3 separate regions of the Sus scrofa genome follow, and all the other regions are linked to region 2. A link is a contact called in public Hi-C data. All regions are on one chromosome and are shown on one strand. The core of a region is the stretch at or near the end of the contact, and the rest is flanking DNA. Distances in the headings are between cores, read along the strand shown. Region 1 holds the start of ZNF404 (zinc finger protein 404). Region 2 holds the start of ZNF283 (zinc finger protein 283). Region 3 holds the start of LOC100737582 (zinc finger protein 226-like).

Region 1 (2,701 bases), core at 191-2,690, 71 kb after region 2:
TTCCTGTTTTTTTCATGTCTTTACTGGATAACAAGTCATTTGAAGATAGCAACTACACCTTTTCATCATTATATGCCAATGAGTACAAGTATAAATGTCTGGTATTTGACTCAAATTTCAAACTAGTAAGTTCATCCTTAGCTTAGGACTGTAAAAGGACATAAAGACCTATGCATAATGATGTTCATTAAAGACTAGTTTAGTACATTAGTTTTTAGCCAACAATAGAAACATAATAGCTAATCGTAGAACATGGGTTAAATTAATTATGGAGAGAAGGGCTTGGGGACCCTGATAAGGGTGATTCATCTGCATGGCCCTGCAATTTATAGATATGTCACTATTAGGCAGGACATTTCAGCAGAAGGAAAAGATGGATTCATGCCTTTAAAATTAAAGTGTGTTTTATGAATAATGAGGAAACAACTCACCTGAACTTAAACTTTTAGATGTGTAACAAAAATTCTTTCCTCTCTCAGGATCCTTTTTTAAATTTAAGAGACCAGCAGCACTGGGAAAAAAGAAGGCAATCATGAGCCATCAGGATTTTCTTGGACTGCATATTCATTTACAAAACACCCTCCCTCCATGACCAGACCCTCTCACCCAGGCCATCACACACAACCAGATGGGAGTAGAAAGGGGAGTGGAACAGTGTTGACTTTCCCCAGTATAAGAGAGGCCAGGGTCATTGATGTCTAGTTCACAGTAGGTTCCTGGGGCCAGAAATGCTGTGGTTGTGAAACATACAGCCGGACCCCTTGGAACTTTCAAGGGGGGTCCTTCCAAGGAGGGAATCCTACTCCTGGGACCTCATCATCAAGTCTTCCCAAAGGCCTGTCTTGGGGCTTCAACCAACTTCAGGAAATCTCATCTCATGATCGAATCTGTGTCTTCTCGCTGGGATCCTCCATTATTTCATTCTAAACCTCAGCATCTGGCTTTCACCCTTTACCGGGTTCAGACCCCAAGTGGCTGTGAGGCGAGAGGGCTGAGGAATCTGCCGAGCTAGAGCCTGGAGTTCCAGTGACAGCCCTCACGGCCACACAAACTTCGCTCATCCATATGCCATGCAGTTAAATAACAACCTCCCAGTTAAATAATGACGGGCACATCGTCAAGAAGACACGTCTACACACACCCACACACTCTCCGCAGGCATAAAAATCTCTGCTGTTCAGGCAGACAAGGGCCCGAGGCTCGAGGCCCGACACGCCCTGTCCGCGCCCAAAGCATCCTCGCCTTGAGCACCTGTCCCCCCAACCGCGGGTTCCTGTCAGCTGCAGTCGGGGATTGTGGAAGCCTTCGCCGATTTTTATCTATGGATATGATCTACTTACCACGTAGGTACCACAGCTGCTCGGCCACCGGAAGAGGACCCGGGGACCGAGGTTGCTGTCAGCCCGGTGCCTTCTGGGAAATGCAGTCCCGCCCGCAAGGGCCTGGCGCCGGAGACCCGCGGTGCGCAGGCGCAGGCGTGTGGCTGCGCTTCGCGGAGAAAGACCAGAATTCGGGAGGGTGGTGGTTTCCGGTGGTCCCGCGTGGAAGGGCGAGTGGGATCTGAGTCCAGGCGGTAGGAGGCCGAGCAGGCGCTGAGGAACTTGAGAGTCTCAAACCTGCGTGCAGGAGGAGGCGGCAGGCTCCTGGGTGCGGCGGTCCCCTGGGTATGAGCTCTGTGGACTTGAATCTTTCATTCCCCACCAAGGTAGCATCAGCACCTGCAGTAGCGCCGGGAGCACAGCTGGCGTTAAGTGTGCATTTGTTTAAAGAAAGGACGCCTGGGCGTGTGTAGGTGTTGGCGTTTTCATTCTCGGTGACATTGTGGGACCCATTATAGGTCTGTAACCATGTAGATGGGGTTGTGTTTTTGCTTGTGGTTTGTTTCCTAGTGTGGATATGAAAATGGTTAATGTTTCAGATTTTGAGATATGATAAAACTTGTTAAGCACCCTTCCTCCCCACTCCTCCATCCCCACCTGAAATTCTTGTGCCGTCACTTGTCTTTCTCTCCTTTGGAGGCCAGGTGTGGCAAACTTTTGCCAAAGGCATATTAGAGAAGCCGACTCATCCAGTAGACACAGTAGGAAAAATGTCTAGGGCCCACAGTACTTTTAGGGGCCCATAAAAAAGTCTTTTTTTTTTTTTTTTTTCCTTTCTAGGGTCGCACCTAAGGCATGTGGAAATTCCTGGGCTGGGGGTGGAATGGTTCTTTCCCTGGCTGTCTGGGCACCTTGGGAATGAAGTTTGAATATGTGTTTTAGTCTCCTAATAAAATTTTCTTTCCCAGACTCTTTGGGAATAGGTAGTAAAAAGTTTGAGTGTTTTTGTGACTATTGAATTATGTAATAATACATTTTTGAGGTCCATGAGACTCTGACTTTAGTTATGAGATTATATGTTTTTATCTGTGAGTATGACTTAAAATTAAGGTGAGGTTTTGGAAGATATGCTTTTCTTATGTGTGCTTTCTGTGGATATTGTGAATGTGGATCACTGTGTGAACAGGCTTATTGACTGAGAAACTGCATGACTCTGAACTGAATATGTGTGATTTTAATTATATGAATATAGAACCCTGTGATAGTATATCATTGCATATGTTTGTGAGTGACTGTAAGCCACTTTACTCCTCTCAACAGTGAAAGAGAGAAATGTTGCATCTTTTTGGAGCAGTGACTTCAAGATTTGGATAAAAAGGATT
Region 2 (2,870 bases), core at 23-2,522:
TGTAGAACACTTAAAAATATGATATGCATATCCCATGACTTTTTCCATGTTCATACAATCATACGAGGACAGTTATTCAATTGCTATATTTAAATTTTTTAAATTTCATCAAAGATAAATTATAATTACTGAAGAATATATTTTAAAAGTATATAATTGTGTAAATACAATCCAGCTTAAGAAAGAATACACGAATAACTTTGAATCAGCTTGCAAATTTATCTCTTCATCTTCCTGGTTTCTTGTAGTTTCCACATTCCTGAATTTTATTTATCATATCTTTGTTTTTTATTATGAACCACTTATGCAAAAAATGTTTTGCCTCTTTTTAAAATTTTATGAATGGATCTAAAATGTATGTATTTTCTATGGCTCTTTGCTTATCATATTTGTTAAATTCAGTAATTTTCACTGCTGTGCATTATCCCACTGTAGATATACTCCACAAGATGAATGTGTCTTGCTTTTTCAATCCAAGCTGGAGGATGGTGATCCACTTTCACAGTCACCATGGTATGCACACAAAAGAAAAGCCAGTTAGAAAAAAACAGCTTACAAATATTTTCATCTTCAATTACATTAACAGAAACACACAAAGCCACAGACCTCCTCAAGTCTCAGTCCTACAGAGACCTTCTCACAGGTCCCCCTGTTCACAATGTCCATTCGCGACCACTTTTCGTTGCTTTCCAGCAATGGTGTATAACCTCTAATAAAAACTGCCTCATATCTAACAAAACAAAGATTCAAATTTGTAAAAACTGTCCTGCGAATATAAACAACTGTACACAGGGTTCCAGACCCCGAATCGGATCCACAAGCTCACCCAAAGCAAGACACCTTCATCTTTTCAACTGCCAGACCTTGCTCCAGTCTCTTGTACACAGGTAAGCTCGTGGCACCACTCAGGGTCACTTCCATGGATTTTATCCCGGATACCCCCGCTCACTGAGGCCTAAGTCCCTAGTCATCCCCGCCCCCATTCCCACCTCCACCCGTTCTGGACTCCCGAATGCGTTCCTCAGTCTTCTTTGAGAACGTCTTAATTCACCCTCAGCCACACCAAAGTCAAGTGAGCCACAGGGTCGCCCAAGACCCGAACTAATCCCTCCAGCAAAGACCGCGCAGCAGAGATCCGCTTGCGCTTCGGAAAACATTGCCTCTGAGAGGCGGAGCAGAGTTGCATGTCGGGAGCATTCTGAAGGTCCAGGTTCCCAGCTTTCGGGGTTTGCCTGCCGAGGACTACATTTCCCAGAAATCTCCGGGCACAGGTCTTCTCGGGGCGGGGCGAGTTTGCCTGAGAAGAGCGCTTAGAAGCGCCGAGCCTCTGAGGATTTTCCGGCTCTTATTTCCCATGAGCCTCTGGGCCCAAACCAACCTCTGTTTCTGCGTCCCTTTCCCGTGTCTTCAAGGTTTTTGGACTCTGCGCGGTGAGTTGGTCGTGTCCCTGGAAGTAGTCAGCGCCAGGTGGGGGTGGGAGGGCTCAGTTGACTTCAGAGCGGGATCAAAACCTGCAGGAAGGGTGGGCGTGACACCGCGAGGCGCTAGAAGTGAGAAGGCCCCGGGCGCGGATAGGGCGTGTCGTGCCTGGATCCTCAAGCCCGTGTTTGAGCGAGCGGCTGAGAGGTTGTGTGTGACAGACGGCGTTACAAGGCCGGGGGGGATGTCTCTGTAACGGTGTCTGCGGCTGGGGATGTGTGATGGGATGATGAAAAGCGTGGCCTTGTTTGTCGGTGTGGTTTGCTTTGGCCCGAGGCTCTGGGTTCCCTCTAGACTCTGTTAGGGGTTGCTAAAGTTAAGTGACCGTAAGACAGGAAGTCCTGTAGGAAGCCCTAGAATGTACGTCCAGCAGGAAGGCACAGATCTAGTATTGGGATGAAAATTTGACATCTAGAAGAGTCCTCGTGGCAGCCTTCTGGGAAGACATGGTGCGGAGGTCTCAAAGGTAGGAAAAATTACCTCCTTGAGGGCCTGCTCCATGTTTCAGAGTCTTTACCACCAGACCTCTGCTCCCAAGAATTGCTGTCAATTCCAGCTTCCCTTTTTCCTCCTCATTTTTTTTTGTTAGAAATTGAAGTATAGTTGATATAAATGGTGTGTGAATTTCTGCTGTACAGCAAAGTGACTCAGTTATATATATCTTTACATATGCATTCCTCTTCATATTCTTTTCCATTATGATTTATTTCAGGGTATTGATTATAGTTCCCTGTGTTCTACAGTAGGACCTCGTTGTTTATCCATCCTTTGTATAGTAGTTTGCATCTGCTAACCCTAGACTCCCACTCCATCCCTCCCCTCCCCCTTCTCCCTTTAGGCAAACACAAGTCTGTTCTCTGTGAGTCTGCTTCTGTTTTGTAGATAGGTTCATTTGTGTCATATTTTAGTTCCACATGTAAGTGATATCATAGGGTATTTTTGTTTTTCTTCCTTTACTTAGTATGATAATCTAATTCCATCCATATTTCCAGCTTCCCTTTTAATTCCGTTTGTTTACATGTGGATGAAGGCAGATGTGGCCCTGGAGAGTGTCTTGTTTATGTTTTGTTTTGCTTGTTTTTAATTAAGTCTGTTGGTGTTCCAAGAAATACTGATGTCTTAGGATTCCCCGAAACCCCCACCCCCTGGCCCTGGCATTGCTGTGGGGTTTCAGAGAAGGACCCTGAGGGGGAGGAGGAAAGAACTGTTGCATAGTAAAGTATCAGGGTTCAGATGAATTTGTGTTTTCTTTTTATTCAGACAGTTGCTTTGTTTTTACCTTTGGTTTTTAGATCATAAGAATATTTGCTTTCTTTGGCCTGAAATATCTTGACTAGTAGTGTCTATTGTGGGTCTTCCTTCTGGCAAATGACCCACCATGCTGGTGCATC
Region 3 (2,956 bases), core at 181-2,680, 120 kb after region 2:
GCCACGACAGAAACTCCAACATGTGTTTTTAAATTACTATTGTAATAAAGATACTTTAACCAGAAAATATAAAGGAAAAACTCTTAATACAAAACATCTTCCCTCACCAGTAGACTCCTCACTGCTCTAACATTAAATCATAGGCTTTGGGAGTTCCTGCTGTGCACAGGATTGGCAGTGTTTTGGGATTCCTGGCCCTGGCACAGAAGGTTTAGGATCCATTGTTGCTGTAGCTGCAGTTTTGATTGTAATTGCAGCTTGGATCTGATCCCTGGTTTGGGAACTCCATATGCCACAGGGTGGCCAAAAAAAAAACAACAAAAAAACAAATCATAGGCTTTGGGAGTCAGCCTTGGCATTGGGAGTCCAATGCCAAGATTTTCAGCATTGTTAATGCCGTTAATTAAAGGTAAAGAAGTAGCCTTAGCCATTAATGTACTTTTTTTGTTTTGGTCTTTAGGGCAGAACCCTTGGCATATGGAGGTTCCCAGGCTAGGGGTCCAGTCAGAGCTACAACTTCTGCCTACACCACAGCCACAGCAGCGCAGGATCCAAGACGTGTGAAACCTACACCACAGTTCATGGCAATACCAGATACCTGACCCACTGAGTGAGACCCAGGGATTGTTTCTGCTGCACCGCAGTGGGAATTCCAACAATTTCTTAACTTCTCTGAAATTTAATGTTTTCACCTCCAAAGTAGGTATTGTAATAACCTCAATAAAGGAAAAGCAATTTTCCATAAAACAGGCTCCCACTTTGGCCCTTTCAAGTTGTTTTTCCTGCCAAACCAGTGATACCACAGGGTCTGGAGTTGGGTTAATACCTTCTTCGTTCATTTTTCCACCCAAATCATTCTACCTCGCCTATTCTTTAGCCTTATACTGTCAGATTATACTCAAATTACTCTCCTTTTAATCACCTACCGTCCCCTAGTCATTCCTCAGTTAATTTTTTGAAGGTTTTATCTCCTCACTTCCTCCCCCGCCCCCCCTCCCGTGCCAACAATACTGCTGCCATAATTGGGAGGATTTCTACTTCAAAAAGTCGTGTCTGTGGAATACCTTCGCGGGACGACTCAGGAGCAGACTCTTACTACCACCACGGAAGTCGGGACTGTGGGATTCTTTCCGCCCTGGCATCCTGGGAAGTGGAGGCAAGAAACTTCCTGCGCCCCCAACACGTCTACCTGGAAGGTGAGACTCCCGATGGTTTTCCTTGGTATTCTAGGAAGTGTAGTCCAGATGCTCCGCGTAGTCGCTTGCACTTCCGTGGGCGTGGGTGGGAGGAGGGTGGTGCCTGGTGCATTCTGGGAAGTGTAGTCCAGATCCTCTGCGCACCAATTGCACTTCCGGGGGTCTGATGCATTCTGGGAAGTGTAGTCCAGCCGCTCCGCGAACTCGTAGGCACTTCCGTTCCCCGAGTGTTAGTTTGCTGGTGTTTTCTGTGGGGGCGGTGCGTCAGTTCCGAGTCTAGCTGGCCCTTCTGAACTTCCTGGATGTTTGCTCGGGAGCCGCAAGGACTTGACAACAGATTTAGGGGAAAAGAATCTTTGGCGGAGAGCACAGGTACCCAGGCGCAAGGACAGCGGTGTGTATTCCCTACTCAGAGCCTCTGTGCATTGAGAGTCGTCTCTTTACCCAGATAGGGCACGAACTCTAATTGCGTATCCCCAGGATTGAGAGTTCTCCTGCTCTCAGCTCGCCCAGTCCGCCTCCCTACACTTTTCACGCACCCTTCTGTTTCCTTGCGTTGGGAGTTAATCTCCTGGTGCCTCTTGTTGCTTTTCTTTAAAATATTAGGATATTAGGACTTTCCTGATACAATCGTTTGGGGACTTAAAAGAGATGGTACAAATTGACGTCTTAACTAGTACCTGGCACGTAGTGAATTAACATCTCTTCTTGATGTTAATTTACCCTGGAGCGGTTAGGTCCCCGGGTTAGGGTCAGAGATCCAGCTTCAGTGATTCTTGCCCTTCTGTCTTTGCCTGTGTGATGCTGGATAATCCCGGACCTATTCTGACTTTTTTGGAGGGAAAGGTGAGGATTGCTTCCAGATTGCTTGAAGGGAGGGGAGGCTTTAACTTTAATCAGAGACGGGGACTCGATCGTCGCATTCCACAGCGTTCTTTCTTTCCCCAGCGTGATTTCTCAGAAAGGGCTGCACTGAGGTAGAAGGAGTGACTCCTGGGCTACTGAGAGCAATGCCCGGAGTAAATGAAACTTGACATCCTTTTTTTTTTTCCAATGGTGGGCACATCAATCAGAGGATATATAGAACGTGTAATTGGACATGGGTATTGTTGGTAATTAACTTCAGATTTCTGGCTGCGAAGCAGTGGGTTAAGAATCCGTAGTTGCCGCAGCTGCAATCCCTGGCTCAGAACGAGGGTGCGGCCGTAAAATAAAATTTTAAAAAACTAACTTCGATGATGAGGGCTTTGCACAAGTAAGTATATTATGCCACATCATGGCTCCGTGAAGAAACATTGCATTTTCCCTATTCTGTAAAATGGGATTGAGACCTAGGGAGCTGTACATTATTTGCACATAGTCACCCACCAAGTAGGAGGCCAAGTTGGGGTTGGAATTCAGGCAGCCTGAGTCCAGAGCTTGAGTTCAGAATCTCTTGGATGTAATTCTCCTTAAGCCTTAGGAACTAGGTGGAATCAGGCACCCTAGCTAGGACTTGGTTGTGAGGGACCTTAAAATCTAATCAAATGGGCTTAGACTTTTCAGTGAGTTTTTACAAACTTTATCAACTATTTTGTTTTGCTTGGTTTTCTGGAGTTTTTTGTGGAATTTTTTTTTTTTTTTCATTTTAGGGCTGAGTCCATAGCATATGGAGGTTCCCTACACAGCAACGCAGGATCCTCAACCCACTGAGTGAGGCCAGGGATTGAACCCGCAACCTCATGGATCCTAGTCAGGCTCATTAACTGCTGCCACAAAGG

Evidence for each region. Hi-C and Micro-C count contacts between places; a contact is called where the count stands out from the background.
Region 1: a contact with region 2 is called in a Hi-C map of skeletal muscle, with 2.3 times the contacts expected there. The contact joins the promoter of ZNF404 here to the promoter of ZNF283 in region 2. A contact is called at or near these places in 3 of 47 Hi-C or Micro-C datasets (heart right ventricle, liver and skeletal muscle) and 2 of 2 datasets of contacts at active chromatin or transcription factors (alveolar macrophages and skeletal muscle).
Region 3: a contact with region 2 is called in a Hi-C map of liver, with 6 times the contacts expected there. The contact joins the promoter of LOC100737582 here to the promoter of ZNF283 in region 2. A contact is called at or near these places in 1 of 5 promoter capture datasets (liver), 5 of 47 Hi-C or Micro-C datasets (heart right ventricle, liver and skeletal muscle) and 1 of 2 datasets of contacts at active chromatin or transcription factors (alveolar macrophages).

Annotation. Positions count from the first base shown.
Region 1 is chr6:50,720,093-50,722,793 of Sscrofa11.1, forward strand. It overlaps ZNF404 (zinc finger protein 404), which reads right to left and starts at 1,441. Exons shown (of 5, transcript XM_005655939.3): 1 at 1,341-1,441; 2 at 432-511. ZNF45 (zinc finger protein 45) reads left to right here and starts at 1,528. Exons shown (of 7, transcript XM_021094497.1): 1 at 1,528-1,664.
Region 2 is chr6:50,649,205-50,652,074 of Sscrofa11.1, forward strand. ZNF283 (zinc finger protein 283) reads left to right here and starts at 1,273. Exons shown (of 4, transcript XM_021094487.1): 1 at 1,273-1,430. The coding sequence starts at 1,355. It overlaps LOC110260998 (a long non-coding RNA gene), which reads right to left and starts at 1,197. Exons shown (of 2, transcript XR_002344676.1): 1 at 607-1,197; 2 at 1-496.
Region 3 is chr6:50,771,455-50,774,410 of Sscrofa11.1, forward strand. LOC100737582 (zinc finger protein 226-like) reads left to right here and starts at 1,431. Exons shown (of 13, transcript XM_021097546.1): 1 at 1,431-1,590. It overlaps LOC110260999, which reads right to left and starts at 1,295. Exons shown (of 2, transcript XR_002344680.1): 1 at 1,065-1,295.